2 separate regions of the Mus musculus genome follow, and region 1 is linked to region 2. Evidence: chromatin contacts called from public promoter capture Hi-C data. All regions are on one chromosome and are shown on one strand. Each heading gives the region's core, a stretch centred on a gene start, on an enhancer-like site or on the middle of the called end of the contact. The rest is flanking DNA. Distances are from core to core; before and after follow the strand shown.

What was found. Promoter capture Hi-C pulls out the DNA fragments that hold promoters and counts their contacts.
Region 1: a contact with region 2 is called in a promoter capture Hi-C map of trophoblast stem cells, with 8 times the contacts expected there. The contact joins two enhancer-like sites. A contact is called at or near these places in 7 of 39 promoter capture datasets (the 3T3-L1 cell line, cranial neural crest, embryonic stem cells and 3 more), 21 of 484 Hi-C or Micro-C datasets (the Ba/F3 cell line, the NIH/3T3 cell line, brain and 9 more), 2 of 115 datasets of contacts at active chromatin or transcription factors (both in embryonic stem cells) and 1 of 9 other capture datasets (adipose tissue).

What each region holds. Positions count from the first base shown.
Region 1 is chr11:104,276,464-104,279,911 of GRCm38.p6, reverse strand. All of the region lies in intron 1 of Mapt (microtubule-associated protein tau), which reads right to left. Among named protein-coding and RNA genes, the nearest start is that of Mapt, 47 kb to the right of the region's middle. Within about 2 kb of position 1,476, at least 34 of the 459 cell types and tissues checked have an H3K27ac peak or open chromatin away from gene starts, as enhancers often do. A contact at or near this core is called in trophoblast stem cells, where this site is marked.
Region 2 is chr11:104,201,817-104,205,486 of GRCm38.p6, reverse strand. No RefSeq gene overlaps it. Among named protein-coding and RNA genes, the nearest start is that of Sppl2c, 17 kb to the right of the region's middle. Within about 2 kb of position 1,541, at least 4 of the 459 cell types and tissues checked have an H3K27ac peak or open chromatin away from gene starts, as enhancers often do. A contact at or near this core is called in trophoblast stem cells, where this site is marked.

The DNA of each region.
Region 1 (3,448 bases), core at 227-2,726, 74 kb before region 2:
TGAGAAAAAAAAAAAAAGAATGTTCTGGAACATCCTTGAGGTTTCACTGGACCAAACCCCAGAAAGAACAGATCCCTGGAGAGCAAGAGGGGATGACCCTTTCCCAGCCTTATGAGTCACACTGATGACACAGGAGTGGAAGAGGCACGTGGGACACCTGCCTCAGAGCCTCAAGACCTGGCACCAGGAAGTATTTACCAGACACCTGCCAAAGAAGGCAGTTGTTGACAGAGTGCTCCTCATAGGCCCCTCGGGAGCCCTTGCAGGCTATCCTTTTAGATCAATATCTCCATTGACATGACTATTGCCACCTTAACAGATGCACTTCCCCGACCTTTGGAGGCCCAGGGATGTGCAGATGAAGTCCCAGGTCCTTCTGTTCCTGAAGAACAGCGGCTACTCAGGCTCAAAGACATCGGTCCTTCTGTCTTCTGTACAGCCCATTTGCCATCTTGGGTGGCCCTCTCAAGTGTCAGGAGGTGGGCAAGGGAACCCTCAGTAATTGGCCACCTTGCTGACTCTCTGAAACACTCCTGGGGCCCTGCTTGCTCTCTTGAATTTGTCTGCTATTTTTTCCTCGGCTTCTTTCCATGGCAGAGCCTCTGAGCTCACTGTAAACCTTTACGGTGGGCCGGATGAGAATCCCTGATGGGCAAGCAGCCACAGGGACTTGACAGTCTACTGAGGACATGAGTGATATCCTCTGGCTTCCAACCCTGCTACCCTGGGAGCAAGGTTCCCAGTGGTGCTGGGGTCTGGGGAGTGATTTCCCTTCTGGAGCTTCAACTTGCTGGAGAAGTCTACAAATACCAATTAGCAGTTCCCTTCAGGCTCCAGAAGGACGCCCTGGTCTTTCCTAGCTCCCAGATCTTCCAGTCTTCTTCCCAAGGGAGACGGGAACCTCCCTGGACTGCAGACTGCCCTAGTCTGGGGTTTGTTTCTTGAATAGATGTAGCTACAATGGCTTCATTGCCTGGGTCCTGCTCCTGGCAAAACGGCTTATAACCAGCCCTTGAGCTGCTGGAGAGCTCCTTGGGTAAGAGAGGGGCCTCAACACCCTTAGGTAGTTGCATAATTAAATACAGTGGTTCTAAACTCCAGCCCCTGCAGTTTACAGCATCATGTCTGACGTACAACCACGCCAGAAGGAATAATTAGTACCTTCTCATATGTGAGGAAACAGGCTTGGAGACGTTGAGTAACCCGTGTAGCTAGGGCAAGCAGAGTTCGAACTCAGATCTTTTGCCACTAAAACCCATTTCTAAGCGACTGTCCCACATCGCTCGCTTCATTTCCCACAAGCCTTCATTCCCCCGTAAAAGGGCGGAGTGAGGCTGGTCTGAGGTTTGTGATTCAGACGCCTGTGAGACCTGGACCCAGCAGCTTCCTGGGTGCGAGGGGTGGGGTGGGGGGCCCGCGGTGCTCCGGGCAGCGCCGAGTGGGGTTTTCTGCCACTCAGGCCTCGCTAGGGGGCGCCAGACGCCAGACCCGGGTTCAGCTCGGACACCGACGCTGTGACTCAGCGGATCTGCCACAGTCAGGTTCTGCTTCTCAGGAAGGATGGATCGTCCTCAGCAACCTCCGGTTAAAAACCCAAACTGGCCTCGGGTTAAAAGGGATGACTGCATTGCTTTGTGAATGTATTGAAACATCACTTTTACATCATGTTAATTATGTCCATAAAGTGTTGTTTGTCTGTTTTTCTTTTAACGACAACAACAAATTCTAACTGGGAGTTGTTGCACACACCTTTAACCCCAGCAGCACTTGAGAGGCATAAGCAGGCATATCTCTGGGAGTTCGAGGCCAGCTGAGGCTACCTACCTTCCTACATATATACATAGAAACATATGTGTTTCAACAAACAACCCCATCGCCCCAAAGAAACCCACTAAATCTAGAATAGATAGCAGGCAGATTTGGTGAAAAGCAAGTAGAGATAGAGTTTCCAAATTACCTCCCAATGGACATTGCTCTCAAGGGTTAGTTTTGACCACACCACTAGCAAGGCCAACTGGGACAACACAGAAAGACCTGGGTTCAAAAAAATATCAAGGGCTGAGCTGGGCTGTGGTGGCACACACGTTTTAGTCCCAGCACTTGGGAGGCAGAGCCAGGTGGGTCTCTTGAGTTTGAGGCCAGCCAGGTCTACAGAGAGTTTCAGGACAATCAGGGCTTTACACAGAGAAACCTTGTCTGGAAAAAAAAAAAAAATCAAGGGCTTACCAGACGGCTCAGAGGTCAAGAACACTTGTTGCTCTTCCAGAGGACCGGAGGTTTGGTTCCCAGCACCCATCTGGTGGCTCACAACCATGCCTAATGCTGTTTTCTTATCTCTGTGGGCACAGACATGCATGTGGCACAAAATATATATGCAGGTAAAACACCCTCCCATATAAAGTAGGAAATCTTTTAAAAGAGGCTTTTTTTTTTTTTTGCCGTGTTCACTGCATCTCTCTTCTGCTTCTGTTCTGTTCCCCTGGACTCTGTCAGTGTCTGTAGGCAGGAAGCAGGATTCTCCTAAGGGCAGAAACCATGTTGCAAGTGGTTCCTGGTATTGGTTTATTTAATGGCTACAACAGCTGGTTGCTGTCCTTGCTTCCATAGGTTAGAAAGATTAATTTGTCGAAGCCATGAAGAAAGTATTCAAAGAGCCAGGGTTCAAATCCTAGCACTTGGGAGACGGAGGGAATTCCAGCTGTACTGGCTGGTTTTATGGGTCAACTTGACACAAGCTGGAGTTATCACAGAGAAAGGAGCCTCCCTTGAAGAATGCTTCCATGAGATCCTGATGTAAGGCATGTTCTCAATTAGTGATCAAGGGAGGCCCATTGTGGGTGGTGCCATCCCTGGGCTGGATTCTATAAGAAAGCAAGCTGAGCAAGGCAGGGGAAGCAAGCCAGTAACATCCCTCCATGGCCTCTGCATCAGCTCCTGCTTCCTGACCTGCTTGAGTTCCAGTCCTGACTTCCTTTGGTGATGAACAGCAATGTGAAAGTGTAAGCTGAATAAACCCTTTCCTCCCTAACTTGCTTCTTCTTCTTCTTTTTTTTTTTTTTGTTTTTTTGTTTTTGTTTTTCGAGACAGGGTTTCTCTGTATAGCCCTGGCTATCCTGGAACTCACTTTGTAGACCAGGCTGGCCTAGAACTCAGAAACCCGCCTGCCTCTGCCTCCGGAGTGCTGGGATTAAAGGCGTGCACTACCACGCCTGGCTCCCAACTTGCTTCTTGGTCATGATGTTTGTGCAGGAATAAAAACCCTGACTAACACACAGGCTCTCCTCAGCTACATGTCAAGTTTGAGGCTCCGTGAGTTATCAGCAATAGCCGATGTCAGCTAAGGAGTATGAGAACACTGGTTCAACCAAAGTTGAAAATAAAAACCTGGATTCCTCTGAGGCCCTTCTCGTACTCTAGATGCAAATGCCTGTGGTCCAGCTCCTGCACT
Region 2 (3,670 bases), core at 292-2,791:
CTCTGTAGGGGAGCAGGTGGTCTCTGTAGAGGAGCCGACTCAGGCTGCTATCATCCAGCACACAAGTTGCTCTAGGTATTTCTCTACACACCATACACTGTCTACATCTGTATTCAGATTAGGTGAAAGTGTCACCATTCCCGTGAGTTTGTCTGAAGCACTGGCATCCATGAGCATTGTGAGCATCCACAACATGACTGCACTCGTGTGAATAATTGCCAACACATTCACTTAAGACTTTATCTTCAGCCGGGCGCGGTGGCACACACCTTTAATCCCAGCACTCGGGAGGCAGAGGCAGGCAGATTTCTGAGTTCGAGGCCAGCCTGGTCTACAAAGTGAGTTCCAGGACAGCCAGGGCTATACAGAGAAACCCTATCTCGAAAAAACAAAAAACAAAACAAAACAAAACAAAAAAGACTTTATCTTCTCTTCATGCTTCTCAGTTTCCAGAACTTTGAGAAGTAGATATCTGGTCCTCTATGCCTCCCAGCCTATAGGATTTTGTTAGAGCGGAGCAAAAAGACACACAAGGAGCTTCTGGGGTTCCATATTGGTGACTGCTAGGCCATGTGGGGTGGGAAGAGGCTGGTGGGTCTTCATGCGTCAGCCCCTGTGCCCTCATCACCCATCTGACCTTTGGCTAATTCATTGAAGCCATCTTAGACCAGCAAGATGGGCTCCTGGCCAAACAACCAAACCTAGGCAATGTGGTTCCTTTTCTAGTCAATACCAAGTGAAGAAGAGGCTGCCAACCTCGCATATCTGAGCCACCTGGTCCTGTGGGAGCACCACCTGGTCCTGTGGGAGCACCACCCGGTCATGTGGGAGCACCACCCGGTCATGTGGGAGCACCACCCAGTCATGTGGGAGCATCACCCAGTCATGTGGGAGCATCACTCTCTCATGTGGGAGCATCACTCAGTTGGTCATGCGGGAGTATCACAGGCATAAGGGAAACATCCAGAAAGAGGAGTGAACTGTATATACAAGGCAATAAAGTGGCCTTTGTGGGGTACATCAAGTGGGGGTAGGGAGTGAAGCTCAGTTGTCAGAGTGCTTGCTTAGTGTGCATTCAATCCCTGGCACCTCAAAACCAGGCAGCTTGGTACACACCTGCTAACCTGGCACTTGTGGAGGAGGCAGGAAGATCAGAAGTTAGGTCATCCCCAGCCATGTGGTAAGTTTGGGATACATTCAACCACATCTCAAACAAACCAACAAAACCACAAAAACTGAAACCAACAAACCAAAGGGAAATAAAAAGTAGAGAAGAGGGGGTAAAAGCCGAACATTTATTTGCTTGGTATGTGCGTGACCTTGGATTTCACCCCTCAGCACAACAGGAAAAATATTTTTAAAAACTTTATTATTTGTGTGTGTGTGTGTGTGTGTGCATGTATGTGAGTACATGTGTGTAAGTCAGAGGACAGCAGTGCCCCTGTTTTTCTCCTTTCACCTTTACATGGGCTATAGAAACCAAACTTGGGCCCCCAGGCTTGTGTAACAAGCAGTCATGTTGAGCCATCTTTATAGCCCCAACCCCCCTTTCCTGGCCTGGCGGTGCAGGCCTATAATCCTGGCACTTTTGAAGTGGGGGGAAAGCAGTCTGGGCTGTATGGTGAGTTCCAAGACAAGCCTTAGTTGTTAGACCCTGTCTAAAAAAATTAGGTTCAGCACTGTATTATGCTATGTTTGGAGTTCATTTGTTTGTTGCTCCTACAGTAAATGAAACAGAGCATTTGGGGGGGAAAAGCCAATCACCCACTGCCTCCGAGCCTCACGTCTCAGAGGCAATCCACTGTCAAAAGTGTCTTATGTGTTCATTGTTTTGGACAAAGGTGAGAATATCCTTCGAATCTGGTCTTCAGCCTTGGCCTTTTTGCCTTAACTACAGAGCCCAGACTTGCTTCTCCAGGGCTAGCTTACAGACCTTCCTCCAGATTGGTGGCTGTGTGTTGTTTCCACATGCCGTGACTCATGCCTGTGAATCCCTACTATCAAAGGTCTGGCAGGAAACAGACACCACCCTTCCTGTCTGCATCTCAGGGGCCGAGAACATAAACCAAGCAACACCAGGATGTCCTTTTAATTGTTCCTCTATAGTTCAGAGTAGTTCTTGGGCTTGAATAGTTTGCCCATACATTATATAACCACTTCCCACACCATGCCTCTAGACTGGGCTCAACAAACTGCTGACCTGTCCTACCATCTGCTTTTATAAAGCTTATTAGAGCATAGCCATGCTTAGCTACTTTCCTGTTTCTGCAGGGTAAGATATGCTAACTCATGTACTATCTTGTGGATTCTGTGAGTCAGGAGACAGGTGGTAGATTAGCTGGGTCCTCTACCCAGTATCTCACCAGGCTGAATTCAGTTTCCACTTGACCTGTGATCCCAAGGGGTCCATAGTCTCCTAACTTTTGTGTGTATGGTTGTTTTGCCTACGTGTATGTCTACGTACTGAAAGAAAGATGAAATTTCAAGACCTGTAAGTCATATAAAGTACTCAGAAATTGCTGGTTGTTTGTGAGCCTAGAGGCTGCCTGGGACTGAGAACAAAGAAAAACAAACCTGGGCATGCCCCGTCGTTAAAACATTCCTGGGAACAGCTTAACCATAAAGATAAAGAGGAATGTGAGGACATAACAGGGCTATCTGAACTGAGTCAACAACTCACAAAACCCTGACCTGCACATATTCTTTTGCTGATGTTTGAATAAGCCAATAGTGTGTCGCTATGCTGAATTCCCCACCCCTAAGCCCTTTACCCCATAAAAACCCCTAGCTATTGAGCCTCGGGGTCAAATCCACTGTCTCCTGCGTGAGATACCTTTTAACCCGGAGCTCCATCATTAAACTGCCTCGTGTGTTTGCAACAAGAAGGAATCTTGTGTTTCTTTGGGTGTGCTCTCTCTGCTAAGACTAGAGTGGGGGCCCCTGAAAGGGGGTCTTATAGTACCAAGTGAATTCCTGATCTCCTATAGAGCTTAGAAGAAGACACTGGATCTAGGAACTGGAGTCACAGATGGTTGTGAGCCACTGTGTGGATGCTGGAACTAGAGCACAGGATCTTTGACAGGACAGTCAGTGCTCTTAACCACAAAGCCATCTCTCCCTCTCTTTAAACAGATCACCTGATTAAGCTAGGCACTCCCAGGACAATCTTTCCATTGCTTTGCTTCTTCACTCAAAGTCAGCAGACTAAGCCTCGTATCTGTTTTCATTTTACACATGGTGTGCTATGGCCACTGTGAAGGGATCACTTCATAGCCATAGATTCTGCCTTGCATGGAGAGGAATACTAATCCAGCAACATAGATCTCTGCTCTGGCAAGGGATCACATATAAAAACCTTCTAGGTCTGTGTGATCTAGTTGAGTAACACACCTTTAACCTCTGGCTGGAACACAGACACACCCCCTAGTACACACCTTTAGTCCCAAACAATGAAGGTAAAGTTAGTTTGTAGAAGGAAACAGACATGTTTGAATCTGACGTCTAATTGAGGGGCAGACAAAGTGATGAATCAGAGTAAGATTTGACAGAATGAGTTCTATAGGATATGTTCAACTCACACATAAGAACAGCACCAGAAGAAAGGCTACTTTAGAACAGAGAGAGAGAGAGAGAGAGAGGATGTGGGGGGTGGGGGTAGGGAATACATATG